Regions from separate parts of the Mus musculus genome. Here regions 1, 2, 3 and 4 are each linked to region 5. Evidence: chromatin contacts called from public Hi-C and promoter capture Hi-C data. All regions are on one chromosome and are shown on one strand. The core of a region is the stretch at or near the end of the contact, and the rest is flanking DNA. Distances in the headings are between cores, read along the strand shown. Region 1 holds the start of Setmar (SET domain without mariner transposase fusion). Region 2 holds the start of Bhlhe40 (basic helix-loop-helix family, member e40). Region 3 holds the start of Itpr1 (inositol 1,4,5-trisphosphate receptor 1). Region 4 holds the start of Edem1 (ER degradation enhancer, mannosidase alpha-like 1). Region 5 holds the start of Lmcd1 (LIM and cysteine-rich domains 1).

What was found. Promoter capture Hi-C pulls out the DNA fragments that hold promoters and counts their contacts. A called contact is a pair of places that touch in the nucleus more often than the background predicts.
Region 1: a contact with region 5 is called in a promoter capture Hi-C map of pre-B cells. The contact joins the promoter of Setmar here to the promoter of Lmcd1 in region 5. A contact is called at or near these places in 2 of 39 promoter capture datasets (cranial neural crest and pre-B cells).
Region 2: a Hi-C map of cardiomyocytes shows a contact between it and region 5, with 6 times the contacts expected there. The contact joins the promoter of Bhlhe40 here to the promoter of Lmcd1 in region 5. A contact is called at or near these places in 2 of 39 promoter capture datasets (cranial neural crest and pre-B cells) and 1 of 484 Hi-C or Micro-C datasets (cardiomyocytes).
Region 3: a contact with region 5 is called in a promoter capture Hi-C map of pre-B cells. The contact joins the promoter of Itpr1 here to the promoter of Lmcd1 in region 5. A contact is called at or near these places in 2 of 39 promoter capture datasets (cranial neural crest and pre-B cells).
Region 4: a promoter capture Hi-C map of second pharyngeal arch cranial neural crest shows a contact between it and region 5. The contact joins the promoter of Edem1 here to the promoter of Lmcd1 in region 5. A contact is called at or near these places in 5 of 39 promoter capture datasets (cranial neural crest, frontonasal cranial neural crest, maxillary cranial neural crest and 2 more).

What each region holds. Positions count from the first base shown.
Region 1 is chr6:108,063,696-108,066,618 of GRCm38.p6, forward strand. Setmar (SET domain without mariner transposase fusion) reads left to right here and starts at 1,350. Exons shown (of 2, transcript NM_178391.4): 1 at 1,350-1,544. The coding sequence starts at 1,386.
Region 2 is chr6:108,658,997-108,661,899 of GRCm38.p6, forward strand. Bhlhe40 (basic helix-loop-helix family, member e40) reads left to right here and starts at 1,633. Exons shown (of 5, transcript NM_011498.4): 1 at 1,633-1,996; 2 at 2,165-2,234; 3 at 2,509-2,616. The coding sequence starts at 1,917. 0610040F04Rik (RIKEN cDNA 0610040F04 gene) reads right to left here and starts at 1,938. Exons shown (of 7, transcript NR_104577.1): 1 at 1,821-1,938.
Region 3 is chr6:108,211,433-108,214,402 of GRCm38.p6, forward strand. It overlaps Itpr1 (inositol 1,4,5-trisphosphate receptor 1), which reads left to right and starts at 1,664. Exons shown (of 62, transcript NM_010585.5): 1 at 1,664-1,921; 2 at 2,771-2,846. Gm38872 (predicted gene, 38872) reads right to left here and starts at 1,486. Exons shown (of 3, transcript NR_167935.1): 1 at 1,423-1,486; 2 at 1,174-1,341; 3 at 824-1,008.
Region 4 is chr6:108,827,053-108,830,097 of GRCm38.p6, forward strand. Edem1 (ER degradation enhancer, mannosidase alpha-like 1) reads left to right here and starts at 1,589. Exons shown (of 12, transcript NM_138677.2): 1 at 1,589-2,181. The coding sequence starts at 1,688. It overlaps Gm35417 (a long non-coding RNA gene), which reads right to left and starts at 1,224. Exons shown (of 2, transcript XR_377956.4): 1 at 1,165-1,224.
Region 5 is chr6:112,272,432-112,275,131 of GRCm38.p6, forward strand. It overlaps Lmcd1 (LIM and cysteine-rich domains 1), which reads left to right and starts at 1,327. Exons shown (of 6, transcript NM_144799.2): 1 at 1,327-1,541. The coding sequence starts at 1,500.

The DNA of each region.
Region 1 (2,923 bases), core at 100-2,599, 4.2 Mb before region 5:
TTTTGTTTATTGCTTCTGCTTTTCCATCTCTTCTCTTCCTATACAACCAATGCTACGCTCAGAAAATCAGAATGCTTATTCTACCTTACAGGGTGAAATGTTGTCCTTTTTCTAGAATTGAAAATAAAGCCAATTAAGACATTTAGATGCAGTGGTTCATGCAAGTAGTCCTAATAATCAAGAGGATGGAGAGTTCAAAACCACACTGGGTTTCATACTAATAACCTGTCTTGAAACAAATCTAGCTAAATACACACACACACACACACACACACACACACACACACACACACACACCTAAGTATATAGAATATATTTATTTATGCACACATACATTTGTAATTTTTTTCTCTAAAACACAAAGATGAAAAACCTAAGATCCTGCATTTTGTAAAGCTGCCCCGTTTGTATGGATCTGTAACAATTCCAGAAGCTAGAGTAATTTGGTGACTTTCATAGATAACTCAGGAACAGCCTACCTGCAAGCTACTCATCAACTACTCCCTTCTTCCTCTGAAACCTCTAAGAAGAAATGCCTGCTCTGCCGTGAAGGCCCTTTGTCTGCCTGTCTGTCTGTTTGCCTGTGTCATCAATGTATCTTCTAATGAATCTCTTATAAGGACAATCTATTTCAGTGTCCCCCTTTAGCCTCCAAACTTTTGGTCAACAAGAGTGGATGCCCTGTGGGACCCTATTATCACAGAAAGCAGTGAAGATAGAAAATTAGAAGAAGAGGAGGAGGAGGAAGAGGAGAAGGAGGGGGAGGAGGAGAAGAAGGAGGAGGAGGGGATAGAGGGAGAATAAGAAAAAGAAGCAAGACAAGCAAAATGGGGAGATTTGGCAATGTTAACATTTTCCACCAGATACAGAAACTCTGGCGTGATCAGTGAGTGACTCTACTCAAAACAGGTTTTTGTTGTTTTGTATAATGGGACAAGGTGAGCTTACAAGGAGAGGACCTTATCAAAAACAAATTCTGTGCCAGTCACCCAACTTCTCCGCGGGTTCTAGATCTTTATATTCTCTGGACTGTATTTTCTCCCTCAGCTTAGACGATACATTTCCAAACACCTACTAAACCCTCAAAGGCTGAACAAACAACCAGGCTTCACAAGGTTCCCCAGAAAAAAACGAAAACATTTCAAGTTCTCCAAATTTTGTACCTTTTGTGGTTCTGAAATTATCAGCTATGTATCTAGTTTAAAACAGTGGGATCCAGAGGAAAAGCACCCCAACGACGCTGAGGGAGGTATCTCCCTCACCTGCAGCCTGTTGGGACGGAAAACTACAACTCCCATGAGGAAGTAGGGCCGCAGAATCCACAACTCCCAGCATCCTCCCGGAGGCCCAAAATGGTCAGGCGAGTAGTCGAAGCGAGACCATAAATGTCTGCGGAAGGTGTGGAGAAGCTTTCTCTCGAGATAGCAGCATCTGAGGAGGAATCTGTAGCCCCGACAGAACAACAAGATGTAGCGTGCGGCCTGGAGAACTTGCCTGTGAGCTTGTGGCCTTTGGGGGCGGAGCCCAGGCCTAAACCTTTCCAGGTAGAGGCAGGGCTAAGTGGCTGAAAGGGCTGGGGGTGGTGCCCTTTTCTTTGGGGGCGGAGCCAGAGGGCGGCGCTAGAGGGCTGTCCCTTTCCCCCGGGGGCGGGGCCAGTGCCCTTTATATGGGGGCGGAGCTAGAAAGCAGCTCACCGATCTTAGGGGCGGTGCTAAAGGGCCTGTCTATTTCCCTTCTCTCCCCAGGCGGGGCCAGCGCTGTTCTAGACTGGGTTGGAGGGATGTCCTGTAGCCCCACAGGGGCTGACTACAAGACTCCTCTTAATTCTCACCAAGGGGAGCCTGCACCCTTCCATGTTGGGGCGGAGATAGAGGCCTGCGGACAGCCTCCATGGAAGGAACCAGAGAGCTGCTTATATCTTGAGTAGTTGAGGCCAATGCCCATGTAGAGCCAGGTCTAAAGAGCTGGGGGGAGTAGGAAGCTGGGGGGGGGGGGGGTGAGTAGGAAGGGGATTGTTTCACACTTCGCTGCAGAGCAGAATTCCAGGGCTACTCACTGCCCCCGGGGGCGCTAGAGCTCTTTCCTAGAAGCCAAGAAAGAGAGACACATAGCTCCCCCACGTGGTAGTAATTGTCAAATTGGCTGTAACAACAGGCTTCTTCCCCCCCACACACACACACACACCCCACCCCACCCCCGATATTTTTATTTTTTTTTTATTAGCACACGGGGTATCTAGTTTAACTATGGCATTTTTAAAATGTTCATTAGCAAATGTTGATTATACATAATAATGAGTTTTGTGATGACATTTTTCCACATATGCACAGAAGGTGTTTTGATGATATGCACCACCACCCTCTCTGGTCCCTCACCCTCTCCCAGTAATCCTTCACCTTCCTGGCTAGTGCCCCTTTTATCTTTCATCTCGCTGTGGTGAGTGTGTGTGTGTGTGTGTGTGTGTGTGTGTGTGTGTAGGAGACAGAGAGCCAATGAGTTTCATCAAGGTTGTTTACTGGAACTGCAGTCTTCTTGACGTCTTACTATTATTTACTCTTTGAGAATCCCATACAATATGTTTGTCATCCTTTTTCCCTCCCCCAAATCCTCACAGATCCTTGCCCACCTCGCAATCTACCCAATTTCATGTTCTTTCTCTCTCGAGGGGGAAATAAGCTGTTGGTCTGAAAGAAAAGTTCTTAAATGGACAGAATTTAATATTTTTCTTTGAACCTGTAATAAGACCTTAACAAGGATTCTTACCTTATACTGTCTGTAAAATAGCAGTTCCCTAACATGTGTGTGGCAGAGGCGTGACTTTTCAGAAAGCTTTTTCCCCCTGTCTGGCTTGTACTCAGAACTTACTGAGGGATCAGAGAAAACCATCTCCATGTCTGGTCTCGGCTATCTGACATGTAAGAAA
Region 2 (2,903 bases), core at 383-2,882, 3.6 Mb before region 5:
TAAATGAAAACTTTCTCATCTTATATTCCCTGCCAGTGGCCCTGTTAGACTTTCTGCTGAAGGCGGTCTTCTGGTTGGCCTCGTTGGCTCCTTCCCAAAGGTCCTTGTAAATTCAAGGTCAAAATCCGTGTTTGCCACCTCCACTGTCTCCAGCCGCGAGCTCGACTGGGTAAAGGGCTCAGTGAACTTGTGCTGCATAAATGTGGAGATTTCACTGTGATCAACCAAGAGGATGGGGCGGGAGGAGGGACCCGGGCGGGGGGGGGGGTCCTGCTTTCTCCTCTCTCTCTCCTGTCCTGGAATAGACTGCAAACAGCGCCACCCAAGTTCCTGGTTAGCAGCGGGATCCCATGCAGATCCCTTGCAGCCCGGTGCGCGGGGGTCTAGGCTTGGAAGCCAGCGCGGAGAGGCTTGCAAGTGAGCCGAGCTCCGGCCCGCGTCCGGGCCACGTGAAGCGTCACGCCCCGCGCTGCTGCAGGGCAGGCGCCGTCGCCGCGGTTGTGTAACGCTGCAGCCGGAGGGGAGGCGACCCGGACGCCTCTGCATCGGAGGGGGCAGAGGAGGGAGGGAACGCCGGGCACTGTGCCCGGTATCTTTCTGTGCTTGACTAGCCAGGGTGGGTGGGGGCAGTGAGGCACCCTGAAAGGCGGGAGGAGATGGGTGCGCGCCAGTCGGGTGCCAGGCCACCCGCAGGCTGCGCCTGGGACCTGAGCTCCCGGGAGAGTCCGGGGTGGGGGTGGGGGGAGGGGGTCGGCACGGCTCACACGGTCCACGGTCAGGTGCGCGCGGCGTGCTCGGCGGCGGCCTCGGCTGCCCTAGCTCCTGGCCACCAGCCCGCTTCCCATGGGGTGACATCCGCCCCGCCCTCGGTCCCTCCCCAAGGCGGGCAATTCCTGGACACTGAGGCTGAGCGCTGGGGGGGGGGGGGGGGGGGGGGCTGGGAAGCCAGGACGGAAAGAAACCCCAGCCTCTGGAGAAGGCTAAGGGGGGCCGACGACTCCCTCAGCTGCGCACCGGTTCCTAGGAGCGGGCCAGGCGGGGGAGGAGGAAGAAGGCTGGGCTGGAGCGACCAAGGGGATATTCCTCTCCCGGCTTGAGTCAGACGCGGGCGGAATCCGTCCTCCCCCGTTCCCTCCCAGGAGACGGGAACTTACTTCATTTCCCTGGGGCAGGTTCGCCCACGTTACCAACTCTTCCCCCCCCCCCTCCAGCTCCCCGGTTCCTTCCAGCTTCCGTGCCCCCCACCCAGCTGGGCAGGACTCTGGCTGCGCTGCCACCCCCTCTTTCGGGGAAAGGAGGCCGCAGCCGCAGACACCTGGGGGCCCGAGGTTTGGAGGGGGGGGGGGCACTTCGCAGCCGCCAGAGCGTTGTCCAACACGTGAGGCTCATGTGATGAAGCCGGGGGAGGGCGGGCAGGTCGCTCCTTCCCTCCCCGGCAGCGGCCAGACGTGCTTGGAGTCACAGGGTAGAACACGTAGCTTCTACCCACCCACTCGCTCCCATTTAACCCAGCCCGCAGCCTCTCCTTACTCCTCGGCTCGTCCCCTCCAGCAACTCCCCCCCCCCCGCCCCGCCCGCTCCGCCCTGAGCAACCCCCCCTTCCCTCCCGCCTCTCCGCCCGCCCCACTTCTCATTCACTTGGCTCGCACGGCGCAGACAGCGCAGCGAGCACACACCGCCAGTCTGTGTGCAGAGCGGGAGCCAGAAGCCGTGGGGACACCCGGCCATGCACGCCCCCAACTGAAGCGACACCTCAAAGCCGCTGCTCCTGGCATCCCAGCGCATTGCAAGGAAGCTCAGGCTAGCTCATAGGAACATACCTCTTGAGACCCTCGGATCCTCCCTTCCAGGGCAGCCCTTTCTCAGACTCTACTAAGTGCAGACAGGAGCGCACAGTGGCCCCTGCTCGCCGCATCATGGAACGGATCCCCAGCGCGCAACCACCTCCTACCTGCCTGCCCAAAGCTCCAGGGCTGGAGCACGGAGACCTGTCAGGGTAAGTGTGTGCTGTGATCCCTTCAAGTCTCCACTCCTAACCTTGTGTTCCGCGACACTCTCAACTTGGGGCATCTCTGAGAGTATAGGGGGCTTCTTTCACGTCTAGGGCTCCTGCAGCTAGTACGCACTCGGGAGTCACGGCTTTTTCTGACCTCTCTCCCTGCAGGATGGATTTTGCCCACATGTACCAAGTGTACAAGTCCAGGCGGGGAATAAAACGGAGCGAAGACAGCAAGGTAGGTGCATCCCTGGGAACCTCATTCCTTAGCCCCTCGTGTGCGCTGAGTTTCCAAGAAAAGTTTGCTTGTTTCAAGGTTGGCTGGGGGGTTCAAGATGAGATGAGCTCATTGCCACAAATGAGTGACTTGGGAAAGAAGGGGCAGAGAAGGTGAATCTGGGTGCGTCTCTGCGCCCTCGCAGAATTTTTCCCCCCTGCTACCGGTTGGGAAGGAAGGGAGGAAGCTTCGTTCCCTTCCCCGGGCACCCATTGCTTCCATGTATTCCATGCAGGAAACTTACAAACTGCCGCACCGGCTGATTGAGAAAAAGAGACGTGACCGGATTAACGAGTGCATTGCCCAGCTGAAGGATCTCCTACCCGAACATCTCAAACTTACTGTAAGTGAGAAGCTGGCTGCGCTCCAACCCAGTTCTTCTGCCCAGAGGGCGGATGGTGGGGTGGGGGTGTCTCTCGCCGCCTGCAGGCGTCACGGGGAACTGCATGCTAGACGGGCGGATCAAAGCTTCTGGTTTGGAGGGAACCCATCCCCAGACCCAGAACTTCCTAAGCAGAGGCAGAACCAGAACCATCTGGGGCCTCTTTAAGTTGGCTTCAACACTAACACAGCTTCCTTTTGGTAGTTTTTTTTTCTCTCTCTCACCACCTTGTAGTCTCCCTGACTTAA
Region 3 (2,970 bases), core at 414-2,913, 4.1 Mb before region 5:
ATGGTTAGGTTGAGCACTAAATATGCAATAATTGTTACCTATTTTGCCCTCTATTGTTCTTAAAGTTTCACGAGAGGAGGCAAGGCTGTTGAATCACGTAATAGGAAAAGAGAACAGGCAAACATTAATGAGTATTGAATCCCTCTCTAGATGGCAAACCTGGGGTAAAGAGTTCAAGGTGATTTGCCTAAGGGCTTAGAGGCTGCTCCTAAAATAGGAGGGGCTCCTTTAAGGAGGTGGTGATGGAGGTCCCAATGGGCAAGTGCTTAGTATAGGTACAGGTTGGAGTTGCAAAGGAGACCAAAGTTAACCTGGCTTGTCCTGTTCTTTGGCCTTATACCTGCTGTATACAAAGAGGTTACAAACCCAGAATCAGTGACACTCAATAGCATGCTGTACAGAAAGCAGGTAGGCTGAGCTCTGTAGAACCATTTGTTTTCATTACAAGGATTACTGTTAACAGGTCTTTAGCGGTAGCAGACAGACCCCCATTTAGGATGTTATGATATATTTTGGCGCGCTCTCATATCCTGGCACAGTGCCTGGCCTGGCACCCAGATGACACCCGGGGAACGTTTGTGGAATGAATACGTGCAGTCTAGTTTGTAGGGTGGGATGGGGAAGGAGACAGTAGGATAACTTTGCCTGTGATGCAAACTCTTCTTCCCAAGACCAAAGTTCTATGCACTTTGCAGCCTGGAGCCTACACTATTTTCTGGTGTGTGGAAATCCATTTCAGCCCAGAGGCTTGGGTTGAAGACTTGCAGCACGCCTCGCCTGGACGCACTCATCTTAGTATAAGCAGTTTTCTCTGAAGCCCTTATTTTTTTGGTTTGCGGTTTATTTACTTTAGCGTTTACAGATTCCAGGAGCATAGGGGTCTTAGAAGCGGGGTCAGGACCGAGGTCGCGGTTTGTATTTCTTTCCTGCTTCGCGATCACAACATCAGCAAGTCACAACATGGTTCCTTTATTTGCTCACTCGTCAGGGTAGCGTTTCTTTTACCTCCTACCGGGCGACGAAAGACAGACCCAGCTCGAATTCAGAAAAGGGCTCTCACACGATTACCCCGCATCCTCAATAGCAGGGACCACCCCATTTCCAGACTTAGTTTTTCATGCAGACACTAGCAGGATCCAATAAAAAACTAGACCAGATTTAATAAAGACAAACTTGTTTCTTTAATCCTTGACCGCAAACACTGGCGTTTTTGTGCCTCGGATTTCTGAAATTCTTGGCTCCAGGACACAGGGCGCGCGGGGGTGGGTAAATAGCTTGTAAAAACTTCCCGAAGCAGTAATCCGAGCTCTTCCTCTCTCTCCGGACCCTAGTGACACCTGACTTTAGGAAGGGAAGATACAAGTCAAAAGAGAAGGGTTCACAGAGGTAGGGGACATACCCAGTGGGTCGGGCTTGCCAAACCTGGGGAGTCCGGTGTTCAGACACAAGTTCGCAACCCGAGCCTTCAGCCTGGGCGCCTCTTCCCCCTCCCACCCCTGGTCAGCGCGCGGGAGTCTATTTAGAACCCAGCCCCGGAGCCCAGGGGATTCTGGGACTTGTAGTCCCTCTGCGCAGCCCCAGGCGCCGGCACGACCTGGGACTCGGACTACATTGCCCAGGGAGCTTCCCGGCCTATATAAGCGGTCGGGCGCTGCTTTAAAGTGCAGTAACCATGTGGATGTTCTGCTGAAGCGTTTCCTCAAGCCTGCCGGGGTGGGAGGAGAGGAGGAGGTGGTGGTGGTGGAGGAGGTGGAGGCAGAGGGTGGAGAGAGAGAAAGCGCACGCCGAGAGGAGGTGTGGGTGTTCCGCTCCCATCCTAACGGAACGAGCTCCCTCTTCGCGGACATGGGATTGCCCAGCGGCTGCTAACCCCTCTCCTGGTCCTGATCCCCCAAACCGGCGTGGCTCCCCGGTCACCAAGGTAGCTGCTGGGGCCGGGCAGAGGGCGCGGGGAGTTGGCACTAGCTCCCGTGCGCAGAAGTTTTTGCCCTGATCACCGGGAGTTCTTGGTGGCTTTGGTGGCTTTGCATGCACTTGGCGTGTATTTTGGGGCTTCTTTCCCTGTGAACAGTTTTGGGGGGAGGTATATATTTTTTTTCAGGCTTAAGTAACCCCAAACGTCCTCGACTCTAGTGACCGGTTTCAACCTCCTTCCCCGTATTGAAATGGCATTCCCCCAAGTTGGAAACGGTTGGAGTGTCTGCAGGAAATAGTTTTTTTTCCCCCTGGGGGGGGGTATTTGAGGGGGTCATATGAGTTCGCTCAAGGAAATAATCTTTCTAAAAATGTAGCTAGCCCTGTTGCGCTGCTCAGCTGGTAGGATAATGCATGCGTGGGGGTCCCCGTGGGTTAAAAAAAAAAAAAAGGAAGAAAACCGGAGGAAGGGGGGGGGGGGCGATGAGGAAAGAAGTGTGGACGGAGCTCGTGCCCAATGAGGACGCGGGTTTCACATACTTGGCCTCCACGCGGGGAAACAAGTGCTTTGGGATCTCAACACGTCCCTTACTTCCATCCACCTTCAATCCCCATCCGGCGTGTTCGAAGTTTCTGCGTGTCTGATCTTTCTGGCCAGCTACTGACGGGAAATAAGCATGCTGGGTTTGCTTTTATTTGGGGGAAAGAGATCCCTCCGACTTAGCTGCTAAATTTGGAGGGGAGTGGGATCTGCAGGAAAAGCGGAGGCTATAAAAGTCAAAACTTGGATTTGAGAATTTCTGATAGACCCTCGCGAGATCCCCTACTCAGTCTTCTTTCTTTGTTAAATATTTAGGAGCTGATTACAAGGGACCAGGATTTGCATCCTTGGCTGGGCGTCCATTGGCTACAGAGTGCCTGACCTGGGTCAGGTGAGTGTGCGAGCCGAGTGCTGTAGTCAAAAATGGGTTTTTGTCCTAAGCATTTTCTAAGTCCTCTTGTAGCTGCCATAGAGGTAAAGTAGGGAAAAGAAAGACACCGTGGTCAAAATTGGTC
Region 4 (3,045 bases), core at 339-2,838, 3.4 Mb before region 5:
CTGAGAAATCCTAGTCTAAAGGGACAGTCACAGATACTTCATCTTTAGTTTTTTTTTTTTAATGAAGATAAAATAGGAATACATGCTAGCGTTCTGAAAACCTGTTCTATTGGCACTTATTGTCAGTTGTGCCATGAAAAGCATTTTTCATAAACTAGCTGGTTTTCTATGGTTATTAGACTCGTCTTTTAAAATTAGGGCTTTTCTGTAATGTGAGAACAGTTGCTGTCATCAGTGGCTGACAGCTGACCAGAGTGCAAGCTACATTTCAGCTAAAATTTGCACAGAAGTAGCTTATGGAGGAAACAAAGCATAGCTTTAATGTCCATTTTCAGTTTGTGTTAGCTTCAGGGAGGCAGAAACTAGTAGTTCCGTGTCAAGGACTGGAATCAGTTGGTCTTATACAAGTTTATCCAGTCCAGTAACTTCTTCCCCCTCCCCCCTTTTTTTTTGTATACTGCTCAGGCCTTTGTATCTCACAAAATAAGCTCTCCCAACCCAAAGAACTTAAATTGTTGCTGGCTGCTCTGTTGTACCCTATCACATTGCAGGGACAATTCTGACCCCAAAATGGAAGGAGAATGGTCCAGGATTTACCTAAGTCCTCCCTGTCATTGCCTTCAGGTTGGTGACAGGCATTACTGATTTCGTTACTTCCCCTATTTTTTTTTTTTTTTTTTACTTTTTTATTTTTATGTTTTGCAAGTTTGATAGACACAGGGTATAATCTTAGGAAAGGCAAAACTTTTACAGGCGCTCCAAGTGTTGAAAGCCACAGCCCTTAAAAAACGAAATCAGTAACCTTAATTATAGGAATTAGCACTTGGATGGGATTAAACCCCCAATCTGCCCTACATTTCCAAGGTCGCCTCTGCCTAGCACTGCGATGAGATGATAGGACTGTCAGGAAAAGATGTTTAAATGGTTCTGATGAAAATGATCTGGTGTTAGTTCCCCCTCCCGCCTTGTTGGGATTGGATGTGATCTTGGAGTATTTTAGAAGTATTATGAATTTTTTTTTTCCAAGTTAAGGCGTTCCAATAACAAAACAAAAAATCTGGACATTTCGTGCGGTCTGGACCAGGGAGTCCCACTCCCACCAAGTTAAAAACCTTTCCTAGATATTCGTAAGTACTTCCTTTGCCTAAAGGCCCTGGCCCTTACCTTTCTCACACCTACTACTCCATACCTGGACGGGCTTTCTCCCATCCATCTTCTGTTCAGGGACACCATTTACCCGGGCTAGGGCGGGTCAGAGGCCATGTCTGTGTCCGGCTCCCGGAGCTCCCGTGCCGCGCTCCTATTGGCTGGAAGTTCTTTCCCCAAAAGCCAGAGCGACCTAGGCTCGCCACGCCAGCTAGACCAGACTCGGAACCGCCCAGGGGGCGTGGCCCAGTGGCAGGGCGGGGCCTTGCAGTCCGGGCGGCCTATAGAGCCGGAGGGAGTCCCCGGCCGCGCCCCTCGAGGCCGGGCCGGTGGAGGCCAATCCCCGGCGGCCGGCGGGCGAACGCGGGGCCAGGCGGGCCGGTCCCGTCCGCGGGGCGGGGGACAATGGACCAGTTCCTGGTGCGTCACGAGGGAGTTCCTTAAAGGGGAAGTGAGCGGGCTCCCGGCGGACGCGCGGGGAGGCGGTCGGCTGGGGACGCGCCCGGCGCTTCAAAATAATGCCCGCGGCGGACGCGCGACCATGCAATGGCGAGCGCTTGTCCTGGGGCTGGTGCTGCTGCGCCTCGGCCTCCACGCGGTGCTCTGGTTGGTCTTCGGGCTGGGGCCCAGCATGGGCTTCTACCAGCGGTTTCCGCTCAGCTTCGGCTTCCAGCGCTTGAGGGACCCCGACGGCTCGGGGCCAGTTGGTCCGCCCGGAGGCCCGGCCTGGCTTCATCGGCCAAGGCGCGGAACGGAGGGGCGGCTTGAGACCCCGCCAGAGCCGGGACCGACGCCGGGACCGGGCGTGTGCGGCCCGGCGCACTGGGGCTATGCCCTGGGCGGCGGTGGCTGCGGCCCGGACGAGTACGAGCGGCGCTACAGCGGCGCCTTCCCGCCGCAGCTGCGTGCCCAGATGCGCGACCTGGCGCGGGGCATGTTCGTCTTCGGCTATGACAACTACATGGCGCACGCCTTTCCGCAGGACGAGCTCAACCCCATCTACTGCCGCGGCCGGGGGCCTGACCGCGGAGACCCGTGAGTAGCCCGCGCGCTGCCTTCCGCCCCTCCGGGTCCCTGAGAACACACCAGGGTCTTTAAGGTCCGCAGTAGTCCGAGGTTCCTCCTCTCCTTACCCCAGTGGACTGCCATCCCCTTGATTCTCCCTGACCCTCCAAACTTCAGGACAGCTGTCCTTGTCATTTTCTGTTGCAAATGGGGAAACTGAGTCCCAGAGACCGGAAGGGACAATCACAGTATCCCTTGCTCCAGATAGACACATATCTAAGTGCTGGTTATATAGGTTTCCTTTGGAAAACTCCGCTTCAAAACGAAGCCTCCCCACTCCTGATCAGAATGCCACACCCAAAGCTTTAATAAGGTTAAGGAGCGGGTTCCTAGAAAGGGGCCATCTAGTGAGTTGGACGCCCGGATTGGGATGAGGCGTTAAGTGTTTCTCCTTTCCAGGGGCCGCAGCCTAGACTGAGGGGAGCTTATTGGCAGGAATGGTAGTTGCCTGGCCCAGATTGGCGATCTGGATACTTGAAGGATGATTTCTTAGGCGCAGAGTTGACTGACACCGTCATTGCTTGGTACCATCGTAAACACCAGTGGGGTGATGGTGCTGTCAGAAGGTCAACTAGTCCTCGCAGCCCACTAGCCACGTATGGGAAGGTGGAGTTCCGGGGTTACTCGAGTGGACTTCAAAGTCCAAGACAGCAGGACACCCAGCCAAGTTCCTCCTCCCTGAAGGGTGTGCGTTGCCACAGACCAAGTCAGGCTGGTTGGTGACTGTCGTGTTTCCCTCTCCTTAGATGGGAGTGGAGTTATTAGGTTGTTTGTTGTCTTGGCATTCTACATGGACACCCTTGGACATCTGGCATGTGCATTTCCCTTTACCTT
Region 5 (2,700 bases), core at 77-2,576:
TGAAGGATATACTTTAAGATCTATATTGGATCTCCTGCAGGCAATCTTTCACTTTCACCCACTGGAATCCCAGTTTCTGGCAGGAGATTTTGCCCATGTGGGTTGTAGAAAGGCCTCCTCACCTCATGACAGGTGAAGCAGGATTGTTCTGGATAAAAAGGTACCTGTTCTGTATTCTCTTGTGGCAGGGGAGTCGAAGTCGGGAAAGCAGTCTCCGAGAGCAACGTGAGCTCCGGAGCAAACAGCCTGGCCAACTTACAGAAACCATTGTTAGATGTTTCATGGATACTTCATTCCAAGGGTGAGAAACAGATAGATTTTGCTCATCCAGACTTGCAAGACTTAATTACTAATTTTCACAGTCTATCCTTTACAGTCTCGTGCTCCAACCCCTGGGGCCAGTTCCGATCTCACCGTTTTAGACTAAACAAGTCCTATCGAAGAGCACACCTTTGATCACCTGACTATCTCTCCTCGTTTTCTCAGTTGGAACCATAAAAATAATTTTGAAGCTATAATATGGGAACGGCTCCCTGGGTATGGATATTTGCTGCTGCCAAGCCTGATGACCAGAGTTTGATGCTGGGAGCCCACTTGGTGGAAGGAGAGAATTGATGTCCACAAGTTATTCTCTGACCTCCACACACATGCACTCTCTCTCTCTCTCTCTCTCTCTCTCTCTCTCTCTCTCTCTCTCACACACACACACACACACACACACACAGAGAGAGAGAGAGAGAGAGAGAGAGAGAGAGAGAGAAAGAATATTGTTTTCTTCCTCTGAGAAGTTTAAAAGTTATTTTTAAAAAAGATATTTTAAATTTTTAAAAAAATTTTTGTGGCTATTGTTTTTAACAAATGATAATGTACTAGAGTCTTTTCTCTCTGGTTACTAGAGACCTTAGCCAGGTTAGGGTCAGTTGAGGCTTCTGGAGACCACCTGCCCCCGCGCACCCCCCTGGGACAAGGGGGAAGAGGTGGGCAGAGAGCACTGCTCAGCATTTATTTTTGGACCCAGCTCTCTAAAAATACCTTGGCTCTCCTATTTGCTCTCTCTTTTGACCTGAATGGATCTGCCTGGGTCTCCTCTGCCCCTCCCTCTGCTCCTTGCCCTTTAAAGGAGAAGGGCGTGGGGAGGGATTCCTGCCGCCTAGGGGACAGCTGTGAGCCCGAGGTGGCAGGGCAGCCGGCTAAGCTGACGTCAGGGTAGAGTTTAGCCAAGTTCTCAGCCTCCCTGCAGAGGCCACCCTAAGGGAGGGATGCAGCTTTTTGCTCTGATTGGCTGGCCTGGAGTGGGTGTCCACGCGCATTGGCTGGTCACTTTTTAGAGGGAGTCCCGCTCTCCAATTAAAGCGGGCAGCGGCGCGGCTCTGAGCACAGAGCCGCCGGCTGCACACAGGCAAAGGAACCTGAACTTGGCCATTCAGCAGCGCTGTCCAGGCTGCGCGCTCCCTCTGGCCCCTGCCTGAGAAGCCAGGTGCTGTTTCTGCACCGCCAGGATGGCAAAAGTGGCTAAGGACCTCAACCCTGGAGTGCAAAAGGTGAGCGAGACCCCTCTGTATTCCTGTATCCTTCAGATCCCACTGCTCTCAGACGCACTGAGTACCTAGGGACACTTTAATGGTTGCATCAAATCCACAGAAAGCACAGAAAACAGAATAGGTGACAATACTTATTTGAGGTGACAGGTTGACCCCTCTCCAAATTGCCCTTAAAGCCATTGTTAAGAAAGTATTTGCACTGTGCCGTAGTTCTTTATTGATGCTGATTAAAGGTGAACTAAAGTTAAAATTTAGAGGGAGGGAATAGACGCTTATTTGTGGTCATGGGAAACGTCTTGGCTTTCCCTTGCCTGTACCCTCCAACCCCCTGATGTGCCTTTAGTGAAGGTTGGGGGACTGTGATGCAGCCCCTCCCCCTTCGCTAGCCTCCCAGAGTTGTGTGGTTTCCCCAGCACACAGAATAGTTTCTTTTGGTGCAGTTGGCAATAGCAGCCATTCTAGCTCAGGGGAACTAATTTCTGTCCCCAGAGTCTGCACGTTTCCCTTTCAAGAAGGGCTGGCCCAGAGCCCAGAAGGTCACGGGTAAATTGCTGCAGGCGGGGCCAGCAGCTGTGCCTACAGCTCTAAACTGGCTGCCTGCTTACCTGAGGTACACTGAAAGCAGAAGACTGGGCTATGAGAAGACGTAGGGGACAGGAAAGCAGCAATGGCTTCCCAGATGGGGAAATAAGAGGCATGGGTGAAAGAGAGGTGGCTTGCAGGGGACAGAGATGTTCAAACCCTGGCCCTTGGTCTGGCACATTTTAGCTGTACAACAGCGATAAACTCAAATCCTTAGCCGCTCTTTCCCTATCTAGAATGTAAGGAGGAGAGACAGCCAGTACTTTTAACAGCAATCTTGATAATGTAGGCTAACATGCCCAAGCAGTAATTATTAAGCTATTCTCTCAGAGTATTCAATCTTGCAGGGCAAAGTTCTCCTTTGCTGACATTTGGTGGGAGGTAGAAAAGCAAAGGAGAGAAAAAGAGACCGTAGAGCTCAGGGAGAATGGAGGTGGGAGAGGGGAAGCCCCAGACCTCCTGCCCTCCCACTCCTGAGCCTAGTGATTCCTTCTGCACATGGCATCCAATCAGACTTAGTCTGGGCATCTCCCTGATGCATTCACCAGACTATTTGCAGAATCAAGTGTCATCTCTC